2 separate regions of the Hordeum vulgare genome follow, and region 2 is linked to region 1. A link is a contact called in public Hi-C data. All regions are on one chromosome and are shown on one strand. The core of a region is the stretch at or near the end of the contact, and the rest is flanking DNA. Distances in the headings are between cores, read along the strand shown. Region 1 holds the start of LOC123426225 (protein MET1, chloroplastic). Region 2 has its middle 110 kb from the start of LOC123430065.

Region 1 (6,064 bases), core at 2,994-5,493:
CGGCGCCTCGGAGGTGATATGAGGCTAGCCAAGTGCGGTCCGATGCGAGCGTGCGTCTCCCCTGGAAGAACTGCTCACACTGATTGAGCCAGTTGTGGGGGTCCTCTGTACCGTCGTAGGTGGCGAAGTCAATCTTGGCGAAGCGCGGCGTTGTTTGAGTAAGACAGCCATGTCCGTACGGCTCGGCGGTGCGGAGCAGCGAGGGTGACGACGTCGGGTCGATGGTCACCGGGGGTCCCCCGTGGAAAGGCGGCCCGTCACGGCTGGCATAGGGGCCCGCAGAGCTTGAGGGCCCCCCGTACTGCACAACGGTCGACGGCTGCTCCGACGCCATCATGTAGACCGGCGGCGGAACGGACCCGGCCAACCAAGCCGGAAGTGGGGGCGGTGAGGACGAGAACCAGACCTGGTGGATCGGGACGCCTGCTGGTGTTGTGGACGGTGGCCCGGAGCTGAACTGCGGTGGCCCCGGCAGCTGCAGCGGCTGCTGGAAGGGGGCGGCCGACGCCGCAAGTGCTTGGGTCGGCCAGGGCGACCAAGGCGGAGTGGTGGCGTGTGGGGGCGGCAGCTGAAGGGGCCCGACGAGCGCGGTGCCCGGTGTTGGTGGCTGCTGCCATGGAAGCAGCCCGGTGGCGGGGGCCGGTAGCGCCGTCGGTGGCGGACCGTAGGGACTGGCCAGATACAGGCGGATCCCCTGGACCGCGGTGTCGAGGTCGCGCAGGGCCCCTGTGACCTCCGGGGTGTAGATGATAGGGGCCGGGGCTGCAGTGATAGCCGGCGCGGCGGTGGCGGCCGCCGTACCCACCGGTGCGGTGGAGATGGCCTGCAGCAGGGCGGTGGTGACAATCTGGACGATGGAGGCGGGTGGGATGGCGGTGACGGTCGACGAGGACGACATGATCGGCCTGGAGTGTCTAGATACCAAATTGGTAGGAATAGCTAGGGTTCTACCGGGTCTAGGCGGAGGTTGTAGGGGATGAAGCGGGGTTGGCGAGGGCTGGAGCGGGGCGACGTTGCGCGCGAGAGGGAAGTGTTGGCGGTGGTAGGCGGCGGCGCAACTAGGGTTCCGGCTCCTCTGGGAGCCGGGCAATAGAGTTATGAATATATTGCTTAATTCCAAAAGAGTTGTTTACATCGGTTTATATAATCTCACGGCTAACTAGGATAACTTGGAAACTAAGATAACTTGGGCTAAGACCGTAACTAATCCTGTCCATTGGGCCTCCTCTTTTGGTACGTAGTACCGGTCATAACAGTACAGCAGCGGGCTTATGTGCCACCCGCGTCGCCGCTGGTCAGGGAGGTCCTGTCTGCAGCCCACGATGCGGGCCATGACGGTATTCAGAAGTCGCTTCATCATCTTCGTCGGGATTTCTGTGTGCCGCAAGCAAGGGCAGCACTTCAGCAGTATATTCGTGCTTGTCAGGTTTGTCAACGCAACAAGACGGAGCAGCTTCATCCAGCCGGCTTGTTGCAGCCCGTGACAGTTCCATCTCGTATCTGGGAAGACATCTCCATGGATTTCATTGAGGCACTTCCTAAGGTGGGCGGCAAGAGTGTGATCCTGACCGACGTGGACTGTTTCTCCAAGTATGCACATTTCATGCCCTTGGTGTATCCGTACACCGCTGAGTCTGTTGCTAAAGCCTTCTTCTCCAACATTGTCCGACTTCATGGGTTTCCAACTTCCATCGTTTCGGACCGGGATGTGGTTTTCACTTCGGGCTTTTGGAAGGCTCTGTTTGCCGCCGCAGGGACGCGGTTGCACATGAGTTTGACCTTTCATCCACAGTCTGATGGACAATCGGAGGCCGTGAATCGCGTCATCACTATGTACCTGGGTTGCATAACAGGGGATCGCCCACGACAGTGGCTACAATGGTTACCTTGGGCAGAGTACTGCTACAACACTTCGTACCATTCAGCATTGAAGGATACTCCTTTCAGGGTGGTTTATGGACGGAATCCCCCTCACTCCGGGACCATATGCCGGGCGAAATTCGCAATCAGGGAGTGGAACGACAGCTCGTCGACCGCGATCAGTTCTTACTTGACATCCTTGAGCGTCTCCTTCAGGCAACACAACAGTACAAACATTACTATTTTGATAAGCATCGGGCCATTTCTTTTGATAATGGTGAGCGGGTTTGGCTACGTCTTCAGCACCGACCGGCTGCATTCCTTGGAGTAGGCGCTCAAGGGAAGTTGGCTCCCAAATATTATGGGCCTTTCAAAGTCCTCGCTAAAATTGATACGGTTGCTTACCATTTCGAGCTACCCCAGCCCGCATTCACAATGTCTTCCATGTCGAGTTCCTGAAGAAATACCATGGTGAGCCACCGGAAGTTCCGCCGATGCTTCCCCCGCTGTTTGAAGGCTGAGTACATCCAACACCTGTCCAAGCATTGCCTGCTCGTATTGCTCGCGGCGTTCAACAGGTGCTGATTCAACGGGAGGGCCAGCCGGCGTCTGCTGCACCATGGGAGGACGTCACCACCTTCTGTGATCGTTATCCGGGTTTCCAATGGAGGGGGAGATGTCATGTGGGGTCAGCCCTATAGGCGCAAGGCAGGCCCCATGCGGTCTGGGCCTGCACCGGCCTAAACTATGGCCTAGTTTAATTATAGAAGTTGTGTTAGATTAGGAGTCTGGGTTAGTTGGAAAGGTTTAGTCCCGTAGAAGTTTACCCTACCAACTTCCAGTTAGAGTAGGAGTCTAGTCTTGTAATCAAGCTTTACATAGCGAGCCTTTGGATCAATAAAATTACATAGAAACAATCTAATCTCTCACCCCTATGCTCCTGCGCCCCGGCGCCTCTCCTCACCCCCTTCTCCAGCGATAGGCCGGCGAGGAATTTGCCCTCGGCCTCCCGTCTCTCAGGACTACAACCTCCGCTCCAACCCATCATCCCGTGACATTCTGGCATAACCTTCGATTGGCTACAAGATGCAGCGCAGAAGCATGATATGAATGTGTGCCAACTCAATTTGTTACTTGCATCTCAATTTTCATTGCGTGTGGAGGATAAATACTAATACTATCTCCTTTAATATTTTGGCTATCCCTCACACTATGAATGACGCTACTGGGGCGAAGGAGGACATCCAGCTCATGAGGCGGCTTCACATGGTCGCCGTTATCCATTTCCTGGATTGTCATGAGGTGCTCGTGTAGCAGTACAAGAGGGACTATGAGGAATCGCAGAAGTACAAGGAATGGAGGTTCATATTTGCGAAGGCAAATATTATACATGAGAATTGGTATTAAATAAAAAAAGTCAATGATGTGCAAAAATGCTATTATGGAGATGTAAATTGTGATCCATGTCTTTGTACATAGCAGTCATCTCTAAGTCTCAGTTTGTTGGTTGCACCATCTTACTTTCATGCCATAATTTACCCTTCTGTTTTCTGTGAAGAGACAAAATTATGTTCATTTGTTTGGGAACCATTTTTTGTTCATAGCTGGTTGGTTCAAGATTTTTTTTTTTAAACTTCAAGTGCTTGCTGTAATTTCCATTGATACCTTGTGTAGTTGTGATGTGTTTAATGACGAAAACAAGTGTAGGGGCATATCTTTATGAAACAATAAATACATTAGACCTTATTTGGTTGTGTATACTTTCTTGACATCAGAAGCACTTGTTCCAGAAAAAAGATAGCACTTACGGCACCACATGGCGTATGCTGTATGTGCACGCTTGCAATTGAAAGATTTTCTAAAGTTTTATCCGGTTCTAATTGCAATATTTTTGTTAACAATGTATGCACTGAACCTGAATTAAGAACTTGACTTTCATTTAGCTTGTTGATAGTGGTTTCCATTTCAACCTGAGCATCTTCAAAATATGTTCATTTCTGATGTTCTTTTTAATATTGATTAGTTACACATACAGATGCATATAGAGAGTATTATCATACAATATGTTAAATATTATGTTTTACTCCCTCTGTTTCTAAATATAAGTCTTTTAAGAGATTTCACTAAATCTCTAGTACGAAGCAAAATGAATAAATCTATATTTTTAAATATGTCTATATACATCTCTAAAAAGACTTATATTTAAAAATAAAAAGAGTATGTGTTTATAATAAAGATGTACATTGCACATGTAAGCTTACTAGTAGCAGAAAAGAATTCCAAATGCGTGGGTGTCGCATAAGAAAATCTTGCGACGGGTGTCGCAGAAGAAAATCTCGGCACTGTGTGTGTGGCCTCGATCCATCTCAGTTCTCACACCCAAGTCCTCTTGGCGCCACGCCTCACAGCCAAAGATGAGCCACAGAACCGTCGTCTCCTCCTCCCGGCTTCCAACTCCTCACCGCAAAGATTCAATTCGCAGAGGAACAGAGAGCTCAAAGCTACCAGCTAGCTAGCTAGCTGAAATGGCTCTCGCCCACCAGATCACCAACCAGCCGCTTCTGTCCTTCCCGCCCTGCCTCCCAAGAACTAACGGCAGCAATTTGCGGACGGCGACGACGCAGTTTCTTGGTCACAGCTGCTGCTTGAAGCTTCGGGATACGGCGAGGAGCTGCGTCGTAGTCTGCGCGTCTTCATCGGCACAGGCAGAACCCAAGTCCGGCGGTGGGGACGGGGATGGAGGCCAAGAGCCGTACGAGGAGTACGAGGTGGAGATCCTGAAGCCATACGGGCTCAAGTTCGCCAAGGGCCGCGACGGCGGCACCTACATCGAGGCCATCTTCCCCGGCTCCTCCGCCGAGCAGACCGGCAAGTTCACCGTCGGTGACAAGGTTATCGCCACCAGGTCAGTCCGCTTAGATGATCCTCTCACACCAGCCAACCCACAACAATTTCAGAATGACCGCCAGATCAAGATTTCTTCCGTGTTGCTAACCGATGGCAAATTCACAGTGCCGTCTTTGGAGAGGAAATCTGGCCGGCGGCAGGGTACGGCCAGACCATGTACTGCATCCGTCAGAGAGTTGGCCCTCTCTACATGAAGATGCAGAAGAAATTTGGTAAGAACAGTTAGTACTGTATTTACCTGCTTCATTGTGAGTCTTTACATGACAGATACGATGGTGAATTCATCAGTTCAGAATTTGACTTATAACATTAACCGAGTCCAGGGAAATGGGATGGTGTTGCTGAGCTCTCGGACAAGGAGGTCATCAGGGCTGAAAGGAACACGGGAAACGTCAGCACTAAACTCAGAGAGATTCAGGTAAGTAATAGGATCATACTTTACTCTCTTTTTTTGTTAGCCTGGACTTCTGACTATGCTCTGTACTACTAAGAGGAACAACTATCTGGTTGAGTAACACACACTAGTGAAACACGTACCCACGAGCAGAGGAGGACACATGGGCATACTATGAGCTGATATGCTCTGTACTACTTCTTCTTTTTCGCGAATACGCAAAGATTACCTATCATTGCATTGATAGGAGAGGTGAAAAAGTATAGTTTTCGGTTACACACGCGTACACAGGCCGGCGCGGGTCCAAAGAACCGGAGTAGTGAGAGGTAGGGGCTGCTCGTCCCCAATATATCAAAAGGGTTCTATCTCTCCCGCGGTGGATGGCTAAAGGTGATCGAAGATACAATCGTTCCTATGCTTTCAGATCGCCCATGCAGTGAGTGCGATGATGGAGTGGGCGTTAGGGGATGTGGAACATGCAGTGGTCCACCATTCCGCGAACGGTGTGTCCGTGTTCGGGATCGTAGCAATCGAGCGACACCATGAGAGGACCTCGTGCCATACGTGTCGCAAGAACGGACAAGCAACGAAGAGGTGATGTATGTCTTCGGTAGCCTGGTCGCAGAGTGCACACCTGTCGTTGTGTGGTAGCCCACGTCGAGCGAGACGGTCCGCCGTCCAACAACGATCCTGCAAGGCAAGCCACGTGAAAACCTTGATGCGTAGGGGGGCAGGTCTTCCATGTTAACTTGCAAGACGCATCGAGCGTAGAGCCGTGGAAGAGGGCCAGATAACAGGATTTGGCCGAGTAGATGCCGAACCCCGTCCACCTCCAGCGCATCTCGTCCGGGCCAGCCTCAAGAGTTTTGTACCGCACTGGAGTTCAACGTACTGCACAAAGGC
Region 2 (5,857 bases), core at 3,159-5,658, 830 kb before region 1:
CGTTCGGGAAAAAATCATTTCAGGGATTTTATTCCATTTGGACTCCGTTCCAAAATCAGATCTGAAAAGAGCCAAAAACACAGAAAAACAGGAACTCGCACTTGGCACTGAATTAATAAGTTAGTCCCAAAAAATATATAAAAGGTACATAAAACATCCAAAGATGACAAGATAACGGCATGAAACCATCAAAAATTATAGATACATTTGAGACGTACCAAGCATCCCCAAGCTTAACTCCTGCTCGTCCTCGAGTTGGGAAGTGATAAAGAATGAATTTTTGATGCTTTCATGCTACCTAGCATAGATGCCCTTTGTAACTCCTCTTATGTGATGTGAATGTTCAGATCCATTAGATTCAAAAAAATAGTTTTCTATTGACGTGGAAACAATAATAATTCAAGCAAACTAGCAAGGTAATCATGAAATTTCAAAATAACAAGGCCAAAAGAAAATTATTCCTACAAAAGCATATAGTCTGGCTATGCTCTATCATCATTGCACAACGAATTTAAATCATCCACAACCCCGGTATTGGCCAATTAATTGTTTCACACCTTTACTTTCTCAAACCTTTTCAACTCTCATGCAATACATGAGCGTGAGCCATGGTTTTACCACTATAGACGGTGTGGAGTGTGGTGGAGGTTGCAAGAAAAAACAAGGAGACGATGGTCACATTAATAGGCATATCAATCAGCTGTGGAGATGCTCATCAATAGATATCAATGTGAATGAGTAGGGATTGCCATACAATGATGCACTAGAGCTAAGAGTATGTGAAAGCTCTTAAAGAAAACTAGTGGGTGTGCATCCAACTTGCTTGCTCACGAAGACCTAAGGCAATTTTGAGGAAGCCTATCATTAGAATATACAAGCCAAGTTATATAATGAAAATTTCCCACTAGCTATATGGTGGAGACAAAACAAGAGACTCTCAATCATGAAGATCATGGTGCTTAATATGCACAATTGTGGAAAGATAGTAGCATTGTCCCTTCTCTCTTTTTCTCTCATTTTTTTGGTGGGCTCTTTGGCCTCTTTATTTTTATATTTTATTTAATTTTTGGTGGGCTCTTTGGCCTCTTTATTTTTATATTTTATTGTATTTTCGTAGATCCCTAGATTTTTTTTCTGATTTTTAGGGAATATATAGGCGCAAGATCTAGGTCAGGGGGCGCCAGGGAGGCAACAAGCCTGCCCACCGCCCCCCTGGTGACGGAGTGGGGGCTTGTGGGCTCCCTATAGCCCTCCTGGCTTGGCCTAGAAGCCCCCTGATCTTCTTTCGTTCGGGAAAAAATCATTTAGGGGATTTTATTCCGTTTGGACTCCGTTCCAAAATCAGATCTGAAAAGAGCCAAAAACACAGAAAAACAGGAACTGGCACTTGGCACTGAATTAATAAGTTTGTCCCAAAAAAGATATAAAAGGTACATAAAACATTCAAAGATGACAAGATAATAGCATGAAACCATCAAAAAATATAGATACGTTTGAGACGTATCAGTAGGCGACGCTGATCCGCCCCCCTTGTCGTAAAGGAGGACACAAAGGGAGACGGGTGCTTACTCGTCAATGCCCATCCACTTCTTCCTTGTCGGAGCCCCACGCGCCAAGACCCGGCCGCCCACGGACGACTTCCTCTCACGACTGGCAGGGGCGCCACGACAGAGGGGCTCGGCAGCCCTCGAGCGAGGCACGATAGCGGGGGCAGAATTTTCCATTGTCGGCCGATCGTCACCACCAACCCCGGCCCCACATGGAGCCAGGGCTGGGGGGCAGGCGCCGGTGCTTCGCCCACCATGATCCCGGAGGCAACCACGCGCTCAGGGTCCTCGCGAGGCCGGACCCCAGGAGACACATCCCCCAGGGAATGTTCCTTCCCCTCAGGGAGGAGGCCCCATTCGTCGAAGAGCAGCATCTCCGCAGTAAAATCCTTTAGGGCCTTGAGGTGGTAGAGTGGCTCGCCCTCCGGAGGAAGCTCGTTAGGATTGCCACCGGTCAGCCGACGAAGCAGCTCACGCACGACATCATGGGAAAAGGGGGCGACTTGAGTCCTCATCGAGTCGTTGGTGCCGGCATAAGCCCACATGGGGTAGGAGTGGCGTTGAAGGGGAGCAATCAGCCGACAGATGAACTCGCACACCACCATCGCCATCAATACCTCCGCGCGCCTTAGCTATCCCAGCCGGGCCAAGACCGGCGCGAGCCTGGGGTCGCTAAGCTCTTCGTGCTCCCACCCCCGTCTCGGTGTCGCCGGGGCCGGTGGAGGTTGGAACAGAGCTCCTGTCCCGGCAGCTTCAACCAGCACCCACTGCTGTCGGAACCCTTCCGCCTCGGGGAGGAGCTGGAAGCCTGGGATCCTGAGGGCTGGTGCGTCACCAATTTTCAAGGACACATACCCAGAGCACTGAATCTTGGAGGCCAATTCAAGGGAGAAGAAGTGGGGGAGCAATGCCACGGACGGAGTGACGCCTACAAAGGACTCGCACAAGAACCTGAAGGCAGAGAGGAGTATCAAGGAGCAGGGGTCCACATGAAGCGCATGGATCTGGTAGTGCGAAAGAACCGCATCGAAGAAGCCCGAGAATGGCGGCAGCACACCTGAAAGGATGGCGTGGAAATGGAGAGGAACCGCCGCAGACACCTTCTCACCTCGAGTACACGAGCCCAGCCGAATCTGGGTGGCCCCCATTCATTGGAGTTGGCAGCAACTACTAGCCGAACTTTCTCCAACCCCTCGAGGTTCACCACCGCAGAACGCTCCAACGCGGGCAGGGGCGTCGCCAACTTCTCCCTTCTGAGGCATGATGGAGAGAACAAGGCAAAGACGACGCGGTGAGTGGAGGACAGGGAGAAGAACCAGCGGAGGAATGAATAGGGGACGGAGACAAATGGCAGATTCAGATCAGGAGATACAACGCAGGTGGAATCGGCTCTCCGTCTTAAAGGCTCGGCCCGCACGTGAATGGGGCCCGCGACAGTTCGGGCCGCCTCCAAGGCTTCGCCAAGAAGCCAACCTGAGCACGCCTTAGGCCTGGGGGCTACTGTCGGCGTTCTGGGAACCGGGGTATCCAGACCTACCTGCCTGCGGCCCAACGCTGGCCCATTTCATTAGCCCAAGATCGGCAAGGAGCAGCCCCACCTTGAACTAGGCCCTTGTGAGGGGCCAAACCTCACGAGGAGGAGCATCGTCAGGACCCACAAGGGGCATCCTCAAAACCCCTCCAGAGCGGCGGATATTCCGAGGCTGCGCCGGGCCTCGGGAGTCAAGGGTGACGACAGGAAAGGATAGGCAAGCAGCAGATGGCACTACAGAATAGTTTCCCCTTCGGGGCAAAGGAGGCGGGGGCGTACAGGTTTTCCAAAGTCATCTCCCAAAGGTTTCCCTTCCCGTGCAACAAAGCTGCAGCCTACCACCAGTAGGGCAAACGTCATCCACGGGCCCGTCTCTGCGGCGCGGGCAGTTACTTTTCAGGCGAAGACCACATTTGGGCAGGGGAGCATGTTCCCCTGTTCCCCTTCAAAATTGGCCGCCGTGGGATCCCTTCCCACCGAAACTATGAGGGAAGAGGACCCGGGCCTCCGCTATAAATAGAGAACGTAGGGTACTTGACGAGGTGACGAAACCCTAGAACAACACACTTAACCGCTTGGCCTCCGGAGGGACGAAAGCACTGTATTATCTCGTCCATCAACCTCCGTGAGAGGCAATCTATCAAAGAAGGAATAGGGTTTTACGCTTCGCAGTGGCCTGAACCTTGATAAACTGCTGTGTTCTGAGTTCTCCTCATCTTCAAGTGAGATTTTCACCGTTCCCATCGAGTAGAGTCTAGGCGAGACGAAGCAAGGAGAATCCTATGCACACACCCGTGTGTTCGAATCCTTATGGGTTTTGCGTAGCCCGAAATCCGACACTTCCTTTTATTTTCTTCAGTCTGCTACAATCATCTTATTAAACAGGTTTAATTTTTCCTAATGATTCATTTAGCATGTATATTATTACATAGAGAGTACTTTTGTGTTGGTTTGTAGTGCCTTATTTCTGTGAAATTATTTTACCGGCATTTGTAAATGATGCTTTTCGTTCGTGTCAGTCTGGCCAGCGTCTCGCTCGACGACCGATTTTTCATAAGCCAGACGAACATCTAAAATTGATTGTGAATGTGTCATTACCTCGGCCAGTCGACCTGCGCCCACGCCTCCGCGGTGCCACACCACCGAGCTAACCTCGCTGCCCACACCGTATTTATTTAGCTTCTTCACTTAAATTAAATAAGTGGTGGAGTTTTATAAATATTAGTATTATTATTATCTTTATTTGTTATTGTATTCGGCTCGCACTCTTCCATGCGTGGATGTAATCGACTTAGAGCACGTCACGTTGTCACCTTGGTGTATTGATGTCGCCGACACGTCTCTGTCAACCAAATTGTGTTGTCCCCTCGCCTCGTTCTAGTGCGACGGCATCCCCGGGCCACGACACCTTCATGGAAATTTCAAAGTGCTCATTGAGACTACGTCGAGCCGTCCTATGTGCGCAGGCCATGTTTTCTTGATTATTCACTTCGCAAAATTTAATTATACATTTTTTTCAATTATTACTATTGGTTTTCACTATTTGTGTGCACAGGTGAACCGGCGTTAACATGTCTTTCATCACCACCTCGGTCATCCGAGGTAGTTGACTTTGACTGTGTAACGCGATCACCTCGGCACGCTGACGTCATCGTCTTGCCTTTGTCGATCAAATTGTGTCGTCACCTTGACCGGGGATTTGGCATAGCTTCATCAACCTGCTCCGGGGAGTTCGATGTCACCAGCGGACCACCTTCGTCATGTTAGCTGGACCGGGGGTTTCACTTCTACACATCGGTTGTGCCGCATCACAACTTCGTAAAGTCAAGCTCTTCGTTCGGGCACCTCGGTGCTCAGGCTATATTTTTTTCTAAATATTTACTTCTCTTAAGTTCAGTAAGTAGAGGATTTTATTATTATTTGACATTACCTTTGGCTTGCACTATTTCATGTGCACACGTGATCGGCTCTGACTGTGTTAGACAGTCACCTCGGCACGCCGACCCCATCGTCACGCCTTCGTCAACCGAATTCGATCGTCGACATGGTCGACTAACGTGGGGGCTTCGCCATCACACTGCCGAACTACTCTGTTTCATTGGTTGTACACGGGGTTTTGCCTCGGACCTTCCAAAGTGTTGTGTTGTCACTTCATCATGCCTAGCTCTTCGTCGCCTACCTCGTAACCGGCTTCGAGGTTGTGACCTTGACCCGCCAAAAGCTCGACCCTCGTCATCAACATCGAGCATATTAACCAGCTAAGTCCCTTTCATGCTCAACTTTTTTTAATTTTTTATTTCTATGTGGTTCAACCAACCATAATATAAGTGTTAAGCAAATAAGTTGTTTGTCAAAAACTTAGCTTGTTAAGAGCATTGTTTATTACAAACACTTCCTTGACCCATGTCACCTGGGGGCTCTTAAAAATTTATGTCAACCATTTTATAATAAATATTCTCTTTTAGGTCATTGCAAAGTCTTTTCTACCACTCCTTTTATCGACTCGAGTGTGTGGTCGATAGCCAGATTGCTTGGTTACTTTCTAAAGTCGGTCGGTTTTAGTTCACTAAACCGGCCTTCGAGAAACACTCTCCCTTCGGGATATGGAATTTGAAGCCGAAGGCTGACCCACTTGAAATATTGAGATTGGATGTGTCCTGTTAAAGCACGGCGGAAGCACAAACTAATTATAAGACCAATTTTCGGATTGGTACCAAGAAACTGCATTTAGTTCAGACGTAAAGCTTTTGCTAAATGTTTTTCATTTTCCGTGCTTTAG

What was found. Hi-C and Micro-C count contacts between places; a contact is called where the count stands out from the background.
Region 2: a contact with region 1 is called in a Hi-C map of leaf, with 4 times the contacts expected there. The contact joins the enhancer-like site here to the promoter of LOC123426225 in region 1.

Annotation. Positions count from the first base shown.
Region 1 is chr2H:342,967,243-342,973,306 of MorexV3_pseudomolecules_assembly, reverse strand. It overlaps LOC123426225 (protein MET1, chloroplastic), which reads left to right and starts at 4,243. Exons shown (of 7, transcript XM_045110012.1): 1 at 4,243-4,765; 2 at 4,873-4,979; 3 at 5,091-5,185. The coding sequence starts at 4,386.
Region 2 is chr2H:343,795,317-343,801,173 of MorexV3_pseudomolecules_assembly, reverse strand. No RefSeq gene overlaps it. Among protein-coding and RNA genes, the nearest start is that of LOC123430065, 110 kb to the right of the region's middle. Within about 2 kb of position 4,408, at least 1 of the 3 cell types and tissues checked has open chromatin away from gene starts, as enhancers often do. A contact at or near this core is called in leaf, where this site is marked.